Regions from separate parts of the Anser cygnoides genome. Here region 2 is linked to region 1. The links are chromatin contacts, called in public Hi-C maps. All regions are on one chromosome and are shown on one strand. The core of a region is the stretch at or near the end of the contact, and the rest is flanking DNA. Distances in the headings are between cores, read along the strand shown. Region 1 holds the start of TNIK (TRAF2 and NCK interacting kinase). Region 2 holds the start of CLDN11 (claudin 11).

Region 1 (3,233 bases), core at 244-2,743:
TTGTAATTAAATCACAGCTTAGCTTGGGGCTCCACGTGCATGCACAGGATCAGGCCAATCTGTCTATTTGCAGGTCTGGAGGATATATTATTTTTTTTAAATCCTTATGTGTTTCACAAATTATACCTTGCGTTCATGGATGGGAAGCACATTAGAGAAAGCCAGCGTCCTCCCTCATCCTGTTCTTTGCATTTCTCTTCAGGAGAACAATGAAGGCAGTAGGAAGTCCCACACTGCTTTGTTACGAGTTCCCAAGCAGTTTTGCTTTCAGCTTCACAACTAGGAGCAAAGCATTGCAACATCCAGGTCTGACAGACACAGACAGCATCTGGTTCAAAAAAAAAACAAACAGCACCACCAAAGATTCACGGGGGTGCTCAGAGACAATGCGACAGCCCTCTGTTTTTTAAATGTGCGTTTATTTTATTCAGTTTACCATTTTGGTCAAATCTGGCTTTTTAAACGCGAGGACTAATGGCGGTGTGTGAAATTGGGGGGGTCACGAGTTATGGACTGGAAAAAGGGGCTGAAGCCAGGCATGCTGCTGGTGCTGCGCAGCCCTGCGCACGTCCGCTACCCACTGCTTCTCCACCAAAACCACCCCGTCCCGCCGAGGCCTCGCAGCCCTGAGAGCTGAAACGCTTCTGGGCTGCTCCCAGCCCGTATCAGCCGTGCCACCATCAGCACTAATGAAGATAACGAGACGTCGATGCAGCTCCTGCACCGCCAGCGGCAGGGCAGCAGCCTCGGCCCCTTTTTGTCCCTCTGTCCCTCGCAGCCCGTGGAGCAGAGCTGGTTGCAGGATGATTTATTGTTATTTTTTAATTCACAGAGCGCATCCCCAACCCAAAAGCGTAAGAAAACCCCGTCCGCCTGCCAGTTGACTCATGTGTAGGGTTTCCGCTTCCCAGATCTGCATATTGTAAGATCCTGACACAAGCCTGTGAGAGTTGATGTTGTAAGTACAGCTTCCATACGGTTTGCTCAAAGGCAACAGATTTTTTATACGTATATATTTATATATGGCACCTGGTTTGGCAGAAACCACATCCGAAAAAGGGAAGCAAGTAAAACAGAGGAAGCCGGCTACCTAGCCGCTGCTGCATGTGGAGGGGTTTTGGCCCCTTCCGAAGGCGGTACAGACGCGGTACCGGTGCTGAGCCAGGGGCTGACAGGTCTGCCGCTGCTCCGTGCCCCCCAGAGGCGTCCGTGGGGCCGTGACACGACCCCGCATCTCCCGTGGGGCCGCGACACGACGTGCCCAGGAGCCGCGCCGTGAGGCGCCCTCACAGGACCCCCCCCTCCCAAAACCTTCCCGGCGGACCGGCCGCCCCCCGTCTCCCCCCCCAGCCCCGCTCCCGGCTCCCGCTGCCCACCCAGCCCCCTCAGCCCCACACGCGGGGCCGGGGCTCGCCCGCCCCCTGCCCGCCCCCGGCCGCCGCCGCCGCCTCGCCGTGCCTGAGGGGCGGCTCCGGCGGCGCGCTGGGCCGGGAGGCGGCCATGCCGTGCGCCGCCGCCGCCGGAGCCGGAGCCGCAACCGGAGCCGGAGCCGCCGCCATCCCGGCGCAGCCCGCGGCGAGCCCTGCCCGCAGCCGCCGCCGCCGCCCCTAAGGCGAGGGGCGAGAGGGGCGAGGGGCGGCTTCTCCCTCGCCGGCGCCCCGCATGAGGGGAGGCGTTAAATAGCGCCAGCGCCGCGGCGGCCGCCACTGCCAGCTCGGGGGCGGCGGGGCCGCCTCGCCGGCGGCGGCGGCGGCGGCGGCAGCAGCGGAGGCAGCGGCGGAGGAAACATGGCGAGCGACTCGCCGGCACGGAGCCTGGACGAGATCGACCTCTCGGCGCTGCGGGTGAGGCGCGGGGCGAGTGTGAGTGTGAGTGAGTGTGTGAGTGAGTGTGTGTGTGAGTGTGAGTGAGAGACCCCGACACAGGCTGGGGGGCCGTGGGGCTGCGGGGGTGTCGGGCTGTGTGTGTGTGTGTGAGTGTGCACACGTGTGTGCGAGTGTGTGCGAGTGTGTGCGAGTGTGTGCGAGTGTGTGCGAGTGTGTACCGCCCTGCCCGCACATGGCTGGGTGTGCGTGTGCCCCTGCCTGCGCATAAACGTGCATGCGTGTGCCCCTGCACCTATATAAATGCACATGCATATACCCCTGCGTATGTATATGTGCCTGCGTACACCCTACACGTATGGAAATATGCATGCATAAAGCCCTGTATGTATATGTGTGTGCATCCATGTATCCCTGCACGTATAGAAATGTGCATGCTTATACCCCTGCCCATATATAAATGTGTGCATACACACAGGCACGTACATAAACGTGTGTGCAAATGCCCCTGCACGTATAGAAATGTGTGCGTACGCACCCACACGTACATAACTGTGTGTGCACGTCCCCTGCATGCATATAAATGTGTGTGCATGTCCCCTGCATGTATATAACTGTGTGTGCATATCCCCCGCCCGTACCTAAACGTGTGTGCCTGTCCCCCTGCCCGCACATAAATGCGTGTGCATATCTCCTGCACATACATAATGTGTGCGTATGCCCCTGCACGTACATAATACATATATAAGCGTGCACATGCAGACGGGTATGTATATATGTGTGTGCCTGCGTGTGCGTGCATCCGAACACACATGTAGGGCTGGATGTGTGTACGCAAGCGTGTGTACGCGTACCCACGGCTGCATGGCTGCGCGTACACCCGGGGTGTGTGTGCGGTGCCCCCAGCGCCGCCCGTCCCCCCCGGCTGGGTGGCAACGGGGACCACGGGCAGGTGGGGTGCTGCGGGGCGCTATGGGGGCGCGGGGCTGCTTGGGGTGGGGGCACCGCAGTGCTCCGGGCAGCCCGGACCCCCCCCAGTGCCCCCCTTCCCCGCCGGCGGGGCTGGGCAGCACGGCGTCTCGCCGCGCTCGATTAATAAATCATGTCGCACGCGTGCACGCGCGGACACACGGGCGCAGACGGAGCCGGGTGCCCGCGGGATGCGGGAGCGCGGATGCTCGGGGCTGCTCCCCACGCCCTGCTTTTCCCCGTCATCCACCCGCCGGGCCCCGCCGCCCTGCCTCCTCCCCGGCCCCCCTCGGAGATAACGCGCTCCTGCCGATGTACCCTTGAAATGTCGGGCTTGTCAAACGTGGCAGCCTCCGCGTGGGCTGGGGCCTGGTTGCCCCCCTACCCCCCGTCGTTTTTTTTCCCCTAAGTTCTTCCTTCTTTCCCCCCTTTCCTCTTCAT
Region 2 (3,233 bases), core at 291-2,790, 260 kb after region 1:
CAAGCTTTTTCTCTCTATTCTGTGCTGTATCATGCAGAACAGTAGTAGCTATAAGGAAAGTAAATCTACTAAAATATAAGTATGCATGCACGGAAAGGAAGAATAGGAGCTGGTCTGAGAGATTTAAAATTGCTGAACACTGTGTAATACTGACTAGGCATTGTATCAGAGAGTATTTCAGAAATAATCTTTCTAACAGCTGTGAAATTATTTCCACAACAGTTTAAACAAATAAATAAGGAAAAATGAATGCAAGCTACAAGGAATGGTTATTTCTGCCCTGTCAGATTTGGAAGGGGCACCTCTGAAATTCTTGATGAGGTGTAATCTAAAATGTAGCAGAACAAAGAAACACCACAGAGTTAACAGTAATTTAAATAGGTAAAATCATTAGGTAAAATAATTAACTGAACTTACAGGGACAGGATCACACAAAGACGGGTTTAGTTAGCTCAAAAGATGTAGTAACACTCATGAAACACCTTGCTTAATGCTTGCTTTGCAGTAAACTAGATGAAAATTACTATATGATTAGAAAGTATCATGACAAATTAAGTGTAGTTATATCTCTTTACTGTGTAAAAGCTCTGTCTTGTGTTAGAAGATACCCAAAGGACAAGACCGTCAAGACCAATGACAACCTTTCAGAAGATTAAAAGCCATAGCAGCATTAATAATAGATGTCAAAAGATTAATTATACTCAAAATCATTTCAAGGAATAGATCCTTAACATTTGTAACAGTTCATCATCATCTCAAAGCGAAACTCAAAATACTCTCTTAGATCTCAATATACTATACATGTTTTGTGATACAACTTGGAAATGAGACGTGAAAGGAACAGCGAGTGTTTATTAAGGGCAATGATTGATAGCATTAAGTGGATTTGAATAGCCAGAGATAACACATCATACCTAGGCACGATTAAAACCAGGTAGAACTTAATGGGTATCATGTTAAGGGCTATCACTCAAATTCCTTAGCATACTTAATGGACCGTCTCCCGGGCTGGTGAAGTAGAAGGAGCTTCGCCAGCATTTCACCCCACGGCAGGACCGCACGGAGCAGCGCCTCGGGGCAGGAGGGACGAGGGCACGGATGGGGACACGTACCTGGCAGGATGAGGATGTCCACGAGGGGCTTGCAGTGATAGAGGCCTGTCGCCATGACGCAGTCTGCCCACAGCCCCTTGGACCCCAGCTCGTCCATTTTCCTGCAGGTGGTAATGGTGTAGCCGCATGTCACCACCCAGTCGTTGGTGGCGGTCGCCACCACCACCCCGATCCACCCTATGAAACTGCAGACAAATCCAGCCAGGTGCAGGCAGGTGGCCACCATGTCGACGACGCCCTGGTCTCACGAGCTGGACCCGAGAGCAGAGGCAAAGCTTTGGCAGAGCCGGCTGCGGAGCTCTGCGGGGCAGGGCAGGATGCGTGCTGCTGGGACCTGCCGCCAGCTGGGAGCGGGAGGGACTGGACTTTGGTGGGAAGAGGTCCCCCAGCACACACATCTGCCTCTGCCCAGCTCCCTCCCTGGGAGGGGTCAGAGCTGCCTCCAGCCCCACGGCGCATGGGAGGAGCGAGGGGGGAGCCCCAACTTCTGCCAGCTCATCGCAGGGAGCTGGAGGAGGAGGAGGAGGATGCGGACAGGGGATGCAGAATCGCCTCCGACGGTGCTCAGGCGACAAAACAGGCGACTTTCTTCACGTGCAAGCAGCCTGGCTGCTGAAAATTCAGGCTCGAGATAAAAACCGAAGCAGTGCTTTTGAGCTGAAGACAAACGATCACACTTCTGTCTCTTCACGGAAAAATAAGGCAAGGAACGTGGTGGACAGAGCTACCCGAGAGATGGAACTGATCGTCTCCCCAAAGCCACCAGCGCTCCTGCAGTAAATGCACATAATCGGTCCTGTTTCTTTTCTGATCTTTTCAGTAACTGCAAAACATAAAAGACCCATCTCTGCGTTCTCTCGTGCCTGAGGTTTCAGAAGTCTTAATTAACACTCTCAGAGTCTTAAGTTTGCTTTCGGCAGCACCTTATTTCCATTTTTAAATGCTAACGTTTAGAATAAGTGGCTTTTTACTCAGACTCATTATGGGTGTAACTTTCAGCCTATTTCATGGAACAAAGAACAGCCCGTTTCCAAATGTCAAAAGGAAAAGTTCACAGGCAATTCTGTACCTGCAGAAACAGGCAGTCATGCTCTTTTCCCGTTTTTACTCGTATTTTTGCAAACACATTTATGATACTGGACGCCAACACATCCCTAATGAAATTTCATCAGTGTGCGTCCACCACAGCTTCTGATTTTGCAGAGGGCTTGGGTTTACACGGAAAAAAAACGTGCCTGGGGAGACCACTAGCGGAGTGCCTCCAGCACTGCATCGGGCAGGGGAAAAATCATGAAAAATACAGAACGGTGACTTTGATTCATTCCCGTGGCTGTTAATGAAACAGAAATATTGGAAGCCACACTCCAAGATTAGTAAGTCGTGAATTAAATATATCCTGCTCTTCATCCAACAGTATTTTTCCTGTTCTTTAGCAAACAAAATAAAAACCACGAACAAAACCATGCAGAGCCTTATTTTTCACATTCCTGAGCGTCACAACTCAGGGACACAAGGCCACAGCTTTTGTTTTATCACAGCCCCATCTGAACACTGCAGTTACTGCCTAAACAGTCCTACAGGGCTGAAAATCACCTCTGAAGAGGAGCTTTTATAATAAACACAAATTTAATGGTTGCTTTTGCATTATATCATTGCCTACGCTCCTCGTCATTTCATCTTCTATGCCTGGTTAACCGTATTTTTGTGAAGCCACGCTGCCTGCTGTCTTGCCGTTGACTTCCTTGATGCTCACTGCTGTTATTTATGTCCGAGTGCCATCTCCACATTGTCTAGGGGTTGGTTCTAGGTGGATTTAATCTTTCCCTCAAAATACATTTGCTCGTTTGTTATTCAGGAGATAAACGTCATCTCTCGAGTGAAACTAGTATTGTTCCACTTCTTGGAAGGCACGATTGTGTTCAGCAGATCACAGCATAATCTCCTGATTTGAAACCACATAATCCCGTGGGTTTTACAAAACCTGGGAACTCCTTAGAGTCACTGTAGGGCAGAGCTTCCATCAGCAGTAAATAAAAATATTTTTCAGCACATAAAGTATAATTACCATTTCTGATTTTAAATGGTTATACATCACAGCATTTTGTATGGTGATGTGTGTTA

The links. Hi-C and Micro-C count contacts between places; a contact is called where the count stands out from the background.
Region 2: a contact with region 1 is called in a Hi-C map of liver, with 3 times the contacts expected there. The contact joins the promoter of CLDN11 here to the promoter of TNIK in region 1. A contact is called at or near these places in 3 of 7 Hi-C or Micro-C datasets (granulosa cells and liver).

Annotation. Positions count from the first base shown.
Region 1 is chr9:21,849,819-21,853,051 of Taihu_goose_T2T_genome, forward strand. TNIK (TRAF2 and NCK interacting kinase) reads left to right here and starts at 1,494. Exons shown (of 31, transcript XM_067001986.1): 1 at 1,494-1,844. The coding sequence starts at 1,788.
Region 2 is chr9:22,110,974-22,114,206 of Taihu_goose_T2T_genome, forward strand. It overlaps CLDN11 (claudin 11), which reads right to left and starts at 1,541. Exons shown (of 3, transcript XM_013174715.3): 1 at 1,113-1,541. The coding sequence starts at 1,338.